2 separate regions of the Mus musculus genome follow, and region 1 is linked to region 2. The links are chromatin contacts, called in public Hi-C maps. All regions are on one chromosome and are shown on one strand. Each heading gives the region's core, a stretch centred on a gene start, on an enhancer-like site or on the middle of the called end of the contact. The rest is flanking DNA. Distances are from core to core; before and after follow the strand shown. Region 1 has its middle 18 kb from the start of Cacng4. Region 2 overlaps Helz (helicase with zinc finger domain).

The links. Hi-C and Micro-C count contacts between places; a contact is called where the count stands out from the background.
Region 1: a Hi-C map of cerebral cortex shows a contact between it and region 2, with 1.7 times the contacts expected there. The contact joins two enhancer-like sites. A contact is called at or near these places in 2 of 484 Hi-C or Micro-C datasets (the HL-1 cell line and cerebral cortex) and 2 of 115 datasets of contacts at active chromatin or transcription factors (embryonic basal ganglia and embryonic forebrain).

The regions. Positions count from the first base shown.
Region 1 is chr11:107,809,698-107,815,083 of GRCm38.p6, forward strand. No RefSeq gene overlaps it. Among named protein-coding and RNA genes, the nearest start is that of Cacng4, 18 kb to the left of the region's middle. Within about 2 kb of position 3,509, at least 22 of the 459 cell types and tissues checked have an H3K27ac peak or open chromatin away from gene starts, as enhancers often do. A contact at or near this core is called in cerebral cortex, where this site is marked.
Region 2 is chr11:107,654,455-107,659,729 of GRCm38.p6, forward strand. It overlaps Helz (helicase with zinc finger domain), which reads left to right. Exons shown (of 33, transcript NM_001368755.1): 24 at 1,590-1,794. Among named protein-coding and RNA genes, the nearest start is that of Mir6932, 19 kb to the left of the region's middle. Within about 2 kb of position 1,262, at least 5 of the 459 cell types and tissues checked have an H3K27ac peak or open chromatin away from gene starts, as enhancers often do. A contact at or near this core is called in cerebral cortex, where this site is marked.

The DNA.
Region 1 (5,386 bases), core at 2,259-4,758, 160 kb after region 2:
ACTGATCCTGCTGCCTCCATCCTGTGTCCTTTCCTCTTCCTTAAGGGATGGGGTACCAAGAAAAGGAGACCAGTAGGAAACAAAGTTGTGGCCACAGACGGAAGTATTGGGTCCACGTCCTTTTGTAAATTAAATGTAAACTGTAAAAATTGATTATTTAAGGGATAATCACCATTATTTTCTAATGGGAAAAAGGACTTTGAATGCCGTGATGGATTGCTGAGGCTGAGTGAGGAGAGGCGATTAATTAATTTTACGAGCCAAACATTGCCTCGGGCTGTGACATGCTGTTGCCAGCTCTGTGTGGCCCCACTTCTCCTGCCGGGATCTACCCTGAGGCAGTAGGTGAGTGGGAAGGTAGAGAAGGAGCTCTGGAAGGTGGAGGCCAGTTCTTATGAGCAAGTCCCTCTGCCCTCCCTAGGTCTGGCTGCTGCCCTGCCCCTCCTGTCTCAGGCCACCCAGGTTGCCTGGTTGTTGGAAAGGAGAATCACATTTTGTTTAAAACATACTCCACCCTGCACTGAGACATGCTTTCACTCAGGGCCTTCCAAAACCCAACTTCCCATTCCACAGACATGAAGCCTGAGGCCCAAGGGGATCAGGGGTTTCCCCCATACCTGTAGGTGGCAGAGTCAGGATTAATCCCAGATCTGGGAACTGAGGAGTTGGCTTAATAGGCAAAGTGATTGCATGCAAGAATAAAGACACTAGTTCTAACCCCAACATTTGTAAAGAAAAAAAAAAAAAAAGCCAGGCAGGGTGGCAATCACTTGTAGTCTCAACAGTGGGAAAGCAAAATAGGTAGCCCCTGGATAGACAGAGAGAGACCTCCTGAAGCTCAACGGGCAGCCAGCATAGAATACATGAGGGTTCCAGGCTAGTAAGGGACTCTGTCTCAAAAATAAAATAAAATTTAGTTTGAAAAAGGACAGCATGAGTCTTTCTCCATGTACACACACACACACACACACACAGACACACAGACACACACACAGACACACAGACACACACACATAGACACGCACACACACACACACACACCCACACCCACCCACACACACACACACACACACACACACACACGCAAGTACAATACTAACTCATCAAGAGCCCAACATTCCTATCTACTACTGGTCACCCAGGCTTTGCCCTATAGTCCCAAAGGTTCAGCTCTGACAAGTGATGAATGGGGTTGGGCCCACTAGTAGGGGCCGCTCTAGCTTGGTGTGACTGCTTTCAGAGGCAGAATTTTTCCAGTTACCTTCCGAGTGTCTGGCTCCCAATCACACTGGCTTCACACATCTCTAATGGCTGGGAAACTGGACTACGAAACAGACAAGGCACTGGCTGAGTCCTGGCTCTGGATCCGCACCTATCCCTGTCAGACCTCCTCTACTGTCTCCACCTGGTCCACACACACTCATTTTCATCTTCAATGCCAGGCCACCAAAGCACAAATGTCCCTGCACCAGAAGCCCCAACCTGCCTTGGTCCCAGCTGCAAATGCAGTATGAGTCACTTATAGGACTCTGAGCTCAACTAGGAGCCAAAGACCCCAGGAACCCCCAGGAGCATCAAGCAAATAGGAGACGATTCTAGATGATGTATGTATGGACCGGGAAACTCCAGAGAAGGAGGTCATGATCTGGTCTGGAAAGCCAAGGATACATCCCAGAGTAACAGTCATTTAGTAAAAGTCACATAAAGCATGGGCGAACCCCCTGGGCTAGGAGCACACAGCATACGTGCGGCCACAGCCACCAGAGTAGGGACAGACAGAAATCTTGTTTCTTTGGCTCCAGGGTGGCAGGAAGGGCAGAGCCAAGGCCTGATCAGAGAGAACTAATGGTTTAAGTGGCAAGGGTGTCCCCATCCTTTCTTGGAAGCCAGTGTGTGCCATGGAAGTGGCTTAAAGGCAAGAGATGGGGCTGGGGATGGAACACAGTTGGCAGAGTGCTCGGATAGCGTGCATGGGATCCTGAGGCACATAAACTAGGTGTGGTAGTACATGTGTGTAACTCCAGCACTTAGGAAATAGAAGCAGAAGTATTAAGAGTTCAAGATCATTTTTGGTGGTATAGAGGTTCAAGACTAGCCTGGGGCATATAAGGACCCTCCCCCTTTAAAAAATGCCAAGGGCAAGGGATTGAGGGATGTGCCTGGATCTCTTCAAAAAGAAGTGGCTGTGTGAAGCTGGGGTGTAAGGGCCTTTGAGGGGACCCTGGGACTGAGAGCAGAAGAAAGATCTGCTAGGCCCAGGGCAGAGGCTGGGAGGGAGGGGAGAGAGTGGAAGGTGGCCGTGGGAGCTTTTCTCTGACTTTCATGAGAGCCAAGCTATCAGGAATAGAGGTGAAAGCCCCACTCATGCTCCAGAGCTTGCCCTGTGCCTTTCACAATCAGCGGTGACCCTTTATGGCTGCTGTCCTCAGAACTGAGCAAGCCACACCTTTCTGACACTTGTGTGACACTTGTGTCCTGTGACTGGCACTTAGGAAGCTGGCATTTAATTAACTGAACACATCAGCCAAGGAAGCCACTGCTTCCAGAATGAAGGCTGAACTCGTTTGAACTCTCCAGCTGTGGTAGAAGAAAGACCCCACTCCGGCAGTCCCTAGGCAGGAGTGGAGGTGGTGGTGCCGTGCAGCAGGGGCTGGTCCTGGAGTCTCTAACTGTGCCTTTGATATGTCTCTCAATGAGCAATGGTATGAGGATCTTTAAAGAGGGGGACATAGCCACTTGTAAGAGGACAGATTTCTGTCTCCTCCACCCTCCCTCTTCCAGTGGGGTTGACAATAATGAATGTTCTGTGAGCAGAGCTCCTCTGAAGGGAGCTGGTTGTCTTTAATTTTCATTTTACTGGGCCCTATAATTCTTCATTACCCCTTGCTTTACAACCCTGGGAGACTTTGGCTCTGAGCTGCCCCTTAACAGGCAGGCCGTGTAATTCACCCGACAATCATTCATTTGCCAGCAGGATGAACCGTGCCTTGTGTCATGAAGGAAGTGCTCAGGCTCTTTTCTTGTCACTCCCCTGTCCCCATCCAAGACAGGTGTGTCAATCTCAGAGCTGTAGCAAGCCTGTTCCCCTCCCTGAAGACAGATGGGAACAGAAGGCCTCAAAGGAGTTTCGGAGATGATCCAAAGTCAAGGCCACCTACCTTTCCATGTTCCCGAACAAATGAAATGGCTGGGGAGGGGAACATGCTTTAAGATGGCTCCCTGGTGGCCAGTGGCTTGGAAAAATATATATAATCAGGAGAAGTGACCCAGCTATGGCTCCACGTGGGCAGGGTGCTCTCCTCCCCTAAGCTGGCCGGGCAGAGTTCCAGAAAGCTAGGGTGCTGGGCGGCTTTTCAAAGACTCGGGTCATCTCAGCTCTCCCTCCTCTGCAAAGATACAGAACAGAACGCCAGCGCCTCCGGCAGCTGCCTCCCCAGGTTCCCAAATGCCTGGCCTCATTCATTCTCTCACTCATTCACTCTCTTACTCTACACGCATTTATCACGTCCTCCCAGCCGCGTGGCAGGCACCGGGGACATCGAGATGAATAACGCTCGCTCGCAACGCTGTTGTCAAGGAATTGGCTCTCTGGGAAGGGAGGAAATAAAATACAAGCTCAGAAGAGAGTAAAGGCGCTCAGAGCCACCTAGGAAAGAGCCAGGTAGATTGGAGGTGGGTGAGGAGGGGCCAGGAAAGGCTGGGGGCGGGGTCTCCTCTGTGAGGGTGGGATGGGCACACAGAGGATCCTGAGAATCAGCAGCCTGAATGGCTGGAGTGGAGATCAAGGGGAGGAAAGGCTGGGCCTGGTGAGTCAGCTCACGAGGCTGGCAGCCTAGCTAAGCAATTTAGATTTTTATTTTGGAAGCACTAGGGAGCCAAGGCAAGCCTGAAGCCCCAAAAGAGACACCAGCTAATGTACGATGTTTGCATTTTAGCAAATTTCCCCCACCTCCCCCTGCTTGTGATGGAGAGGGGTAGGAACAGGAAGTGAGTGAGGTTGGTCAGGATGGGTAAGAGGCTGATTTATGAGGTGGGCAGTGATCATGGGGTGCAGAGGGGAAGACCAAAAAGACATGTCTGGCTCTCAATGACCGATAGACATGGAGGGGTCTGAGGACAGATTCTGTGCTGGCTAGTTTTATGTCAACTAGATACAAGCTATAGTCATTTGAGAGGAGGAGACCTCCGTTGTGAAAATTCCTCCATAAGATCCAGCTGTGTAGGCAACCTTGTAGAGCATTTTTTAAATTAGTGACTGATGGAGGAGGGCCCAGCCCATTGTGGGTGGTGCCGTCCCTTTGGCTGGTGGTTCTAGTTTCTGTAAGAGGCAGGCTGAGCAAGCCATGAGGAGCAAGCCAGTAAGCAGTTCTCCTCCATGACTTCTGTATCAGCTCCTGGTCCAGGTTTCTGCCCTGTTTGAGTTCCTGTCCTGACTTCCTTAGATGATGAACAGTGTTGTGGAAGTCTAAGCCAAATAAACCCTTCCCTCCTGGAGCTGTTTTTGGTTACAGTGTTTCATCACAGCTGTAGAAAAGTAACTAAGATGTGGCTATGTGAACTAGTGTACTGCCCTGTCTGCATCTTTCAGCCCCTGGTACCCACACTGACTTGAGCTATGAAAGCATTTGAATATTTCCCACACTGGGAAGTCTAGAGCTAGCTTAAAATCTTAAAGACCAAAGACCTGGTTTTTATTTTGCTCAACCGTCCCCAGAGTACTGGCTCTTTACCTCATGGTTGCAAAATGGTTGCTGAAGCACTAGTCATATTTGTGGCATCGAAGACAAGAAAAATGAGGTAGAGGTGGCCATATTTGTCTCTATTTTCTTTAATCAAGGTGAAAAATTGGTTACCCCTATCTATATGGAGACTCAGAAAGTGAGGGCATTTGTTTGTTTGTTTGTTTGTTGTTTCTTTGTTTGCTTTGTTTTTGTTTTTTTTTTAAAGATGAAATCTCACTATGTAGCCCAGGCTGACTTTAAACTCAGATTCCTGTTGACACAACCTCTCCAGAGTGCTAGAATTGTGGGCGTAGCACTACACTGGCTATGGAAAATGAGTCTTTTGCCTTTAACTGTGCCAACTAGGGGAGGCTAGGGAGACAGAAACCCATCAGCTAAGATGGATGAGCTAAGGGGAAAAGCCAGGAGAGCCCTAATCCTGGGACAATAGCAATGCTCTGCCCGTGTGTGTGTGTGTGTGTGTGTGTGTGTGTGTGTGTGTGTGTGGTGGGAAGTGCGTGTAGCATGGAAGAAGCCTAAGCACCTGAGTGTGAACCAGCTGCTCTCCAAACTGGCTCTTGCTCTTCCACAGGCTCTCTGAGCTGAACCTTGGCTCCTTTGCCAGCTGGTTCTGGATCTTATAGCCAGTGGGAGGCTCTTACAGG
Region 2 (5,275 bases), core at 12-2,511:
TGCAGCAAGCATTTTACCAACTGAGTCCTCTCTTTAGCCGCATACAAGGTTCCTTCTAATCTGTAGTTCATAGTAATATGCATATATATTTTAATTCTCTATGTATGTAGTATATAGATACAGTCCATTTGTTATTTACTGATGAGTTCTGAGAAAGGCAGTTTTGAGTGCTGTCACCATCAAAGCAAATACCAGGAAGGACAGCCATGATACTGTTTGGCAGAAATCATCACTTTATGTATGCAGTGTGGTATGACTAATTGTTATGCAGAGTGTCACTCTTTATAGATGTGAGTATGTGCATGTATCATTACAAGTATATAAACATGTATGCATATGTGTGTGTAAGACTAGAAGTACAGATTTTCTATAAATTGAGCTACTCTCAGTTTTGAAAACCTCATTACATGGTTCATAAATACATGGTTCATAAATACATGGTTCATAAATACATGGTTCTGTATTAGTGTTGTGAGGCAAAGTTTCTTATGGTCTTGTTGTATATAGTATGCTCCTAGGCTATCTACACTTTTGTCATTGAGAAAGATTCTATCTACACTGTACTTAGATAAATATTAGCCTTAAAGATTTGAGGTAGGATGAAGTGGAAACTTAAAGGGTTCTTTGGAGAGTCTGTTGTGTTGGATGGTGTTTTGTTGGGGCAAACGTGTGAAGGAATGTTGTCCTAAAGTGGACACAGGTGAAAGACTAACTCGTGAAGGAACATTTTATTGAAGCAGACACAGGTGAAAGGATGTTCTGTTAGAGTATGCATCTGAAAAGACACATGATGAAGGATTTTTTGTTAATAACATGTATGTATAGGTCTGTCTTATATTGTGTAGTTGAGCTGCATTTGTCTGGATTCCATTAGAGAGAAACACACCAAAAATCTCCTGTGGTGTGCTGTAGTTTTTTTGTCGCTTTTTTGGACTCAAGCTGATTGGCACAGTGATGTCACTGAATCAGACACACGTGCCGAGGCAAGACCCATAGAGGATACGGGACGTTTAGAGGGTAGAGATAGGACTCGACAGACAGTGACGGAGTCAGAACTAGGTTTACTTAGAGAACTAGCTGTATAACACTTGTGGGTCTTGTGTCTTTGTTGATCATTGTTTCTATGAGAGAGGCACAGGCAAGAACTTGCCCTGGTGTCCCTCCTGGTCCCTCCTGCTGACTCGAGCCGAGGCTGAGGCCCGGCTGTCCCTGCTAGGCAGTGCCACCGCTGTGGATTCCTGCTTGCTATCCAGACTCTACCACACTAGCCTGCTGGTGCATCCAAAAGTGTTTGTGAGTGGATAGAGCTGCTGCAAACCTGTGAACTGAACTGCTGATTTTCAGACAACACAGATGGCAGTTTCTAAACAGGTCCTCTTCCCCCATATCCTTTCTTTTCCACTATCTCTGATGGGTGATGGGCTACAAGGGAGATAAAAATATTTAAGAACCATCAAAAATAGGTTTTAAAAACAATTAGTTACTGTTGGTATCCAACGTGGGGCAGTGGGCAGAATTTGAACTTATCTTTAGTTACTTCCATTCATCCACTGGTACTTGTAACCTGAATTTCTGAATCTTTCCCGCAGAAAGTTTTGGGAGCGGTTTATTGCCCTGTGTCATGAAAACCACAGCTTGCACGGGATCACGTTCGAACAGATCAAGGCACAGTTAGAGGCTTTAGAACTCAAGAAGACTTACGTGTTGAATCCACTGGCTCCTGAGTTTATCCCCCGGGCTTTACGACTGCAGCATTCAGGAAACAGTAGCAGACAGCAGCAGTCACCACCCAAGGTAAAGGCCCTGCTTTACACTGGCTTGTTGTTAAAGTACTGGAATTAGGGTCACATTTGGTGGCCACAGCTGTATTTGCAAGGAACTTTGCTGAGACTTGGGTGCTGGGGACCATGCTTACTGTTCAGTCGTCCGCTCCAGCTGTGAGGTGGCTGACAACCTGCAGTACCTTTGCCTACCCTCCAGCACTCCTCCCTTGATAGGCGCGAGGCCGGCAGCAGATGTGAATACAACCACAGCGTAAAGGGTTATTACTAAAGATATTTATTAACTTGTGAGTGAGTGAGTGTGTGTGTGTGTGCGTGTGCGTATGCGTGCATGCCACACATCTATGCCATGCAGATATGAGGAAGGAGGTCAGAGGACAACTTGGGAGTCAGTTTTGTCTTTGAGCAAATTTCCTTCACCTACTGATTCACCTTACCATCCCCAGTGACACACTTAAAGCATGTTGATACAAACTCTTATGTACAGAAATTACATTTTAAAATAATTTTTCAATAAAGAAAAGCAACCGTTTCATTTCAAGTGGTATTTGGACATAGTTGAGACAACTTGCTGGATTCTTGAAGATAGAATGGTTCTGCGGTCTGGAAGCAGCCTGTTTAGAATGGGTAGAGCTGGGGGTAGGGGGAGGTCAAGGCCATTTTCAGTTTTGAGCTACAGTTATTTTGAGCAAAGACAGCTGGCTTGTTTACTCCAGTGCATGAAAAAAAATTCTTGCATTTAGCATCCTGAAAAGCAGATTCTGAAACTGGCATGTGTGGGATTCACTGCAGTCTGCTGATGACTTTATTGACTTTATAAAAAAAAAATTAAGCTTACTATCTGAATTTAAAGAGTATATTAGCATTGGTCTTCCAATATCTAACATGTGAGCAATAATGAATGGCTTAATATTGTGAAGATCTTTTTAGTTAAATAGGGGCTAAGCTCAAGAGGAGTGTTAATGCAGTCATATGTTCGTAGCTTAATTAAAACACGCTGTTTTCCTTCTGTGATTTGGTGTTGTTGGAGGGTAAAGCATTCTGCACTAATTAGTTGCTTCTGCCTGCCACGTGCTGGATGCTAGAAGCATAGATAACCAAGCTAGCACGAGTCCTTTTGAGGCAGATGTTGGATGGATGCTGTCAGGGTGGCGGAGCAGGAGATGGAGTCAGAGACACACAGTGGGCTTCTTGTTGAGGACATTACTGAGTGCATAGAGGCAGGAGGCTTGGAGAAAATGTAAACAAAACAAATAAGAACAATGAAGCCCAAGCTAGCTCAACTGGGCTGGGTTTTTCTTTTGTTAGTTATTGCCTGGAAGCCAATAACTAGCCTGGGCTACCTGACACCTCATCTGAGAAAAACACATTATTTTTAGGTCAGTAAGGACGCTCTGCATTATATGACTGTAGTGAGTACCTGGTACCACTGACTTACAAAGTGCTGAGGATATCTACATGACATACCATCTGAGAAAAGTGCATTTTTTATAAACTAGTGAGGAAGCTCTGCATTATGTGACTATAGCAAATGCCGGGTACCACTGACTTAAAAAGTGCCGAGGCTATCCTGTCTCACAGTTTAAGAGTCTTCAGCCTGTGACCGGTTGGCCCCTTGGATTGGGTCAGAAGCTGCCTGTCCTGCTGGGACCCACCACTTCATGGTTGGGAAGCAAAACTGAGCAGGAAGAGAGGGGACCAGGTCCCACAGATTTCCCCACGGCACGGCTTCTGCCTTGAAGCTCTCGCACTTGGCCCCTCCTCTTACAGGGCCCCTCACCTACTGAGGATCAAGTCTTTGGGGGGTGGGGCATTTCAGATCCAAACTATAGCAAGCTTTTACAAAGACTATGGGACACAAGAGATCAGGGGACATTTTTGTGGGGGACCACAGGAGCTTAGGGTATGTGAAAGTCCGGAATTCAAGGCTAGCAACAGCTAGAAGCACTTGGCACGCCAACATGATGACCTGAGATGGCTTTTCTGGGCTCACGATGGAGGGAAGAGGATAACCCCTAAACCCTCTCCCCTCCCCCATAACACACACCTAGACATACACAAATAGACAGACAGGCAGACAGACACCCATAACACACACCTAGACATACACAAATAGACAGACAGGCAGACAGACACCCATAACACACACCTAGACATACACAAATAGACAGACAGGCAGACAGACACCCATAACACACACATAGACATACACAAATAGACAGGCAGGCAGACAGATTTTATTTTATTTTTGAGATAGAATCTCACTGTGTATCACTGGAACTTGATATGTAAACTTGGTCTGTCTGCATCTGTCTCCTGAGTGTGCTGGGATTAGCATGGTTGTATGCTACCATGTCTGGCTCTCGCCAGTATTTTATTTTTTAATTGTGAGTCTATGTACACGTGTATGGGTTTGCACACATGAATACAGTGCCTGTGGAGACTAGAAGAGAGAGTCTGACCCCCTGGAACTGGAGTTCAACTGGCAGTTGTGAGCCACTGGACTTGGGTGCTGGGGACTGAACTCAGGCTCTTTGCAAGAACAGTGCATGTTCCCAACCATTGGGCTATCTCTCCTGTCCTCCAAATTAGTAAACATTTATTGAATGAATAAGAGGTGGGGGCACAGAATGAGTGATGAAAAAGGTAAAGACTTAAACAAATGAATGATAGCTGATACAAGTTACATTTCTTTATAGATATAACAGGTGGGAGCTGTATTTGCTTATAGAGATCCCACATTAGCATCTTAGCCACGGTGAGCCACATGCTGAGGTTTATTGTCAGATGAAATTAAGAATTATTATAGAGGGCTGGAGAGATGGCTCAGCGGTTAAGAGCACTGACTGCTCTTCCAGAGGTCCTGAGTTCAATTCCCAGCAACCACATGGTGGCTCACAACCATCTGTGATGGGATCAGACACCCTCTCCCAGAGTGTCTGAAGACAGCTACAGTGTACTTACATATAATAAATAAATAATTCTTTTAAAAAAAGAATTATTATAGAATAACTTCTGCACATAGTTGCTCTAGCTGGCTGTTACATTCAGATTTTGATTATAAAATACCAAACTGTATTTTACCCAAACCAAGCAAATCTGCTGCTTACAGTTAACCACTAAATCAAAGTATGGTGGGTCGCTGTATTCTTTGAGCTTCATTGAGTGTAGGATTAGACATAAAGACATGACACCTCTGTGTGTGACAGGACCTGGTTTGCTTTTGCCTTTAGTATATCACATTGCCAGAGTATTGTCTGTCAGCTACCAAGCTACCCACTTTAAAAGGATGAACCTCAGTTATGGCTACCTTTGTATCAGCTCCCCACTACTGCACAGCACCACCATTAGCGGAGGGACTTAAGAACATGAGCTTGGTTGGAACTGGCTTGCTTCATTTCTCTGTTCTGGGTTTTCAAGGTTGGGACCAGGCTGTTGGCTGACAGAGCTCTTAGATACCTGGAAGGAATCTGCTTCCTCACTGATGCAAGTGG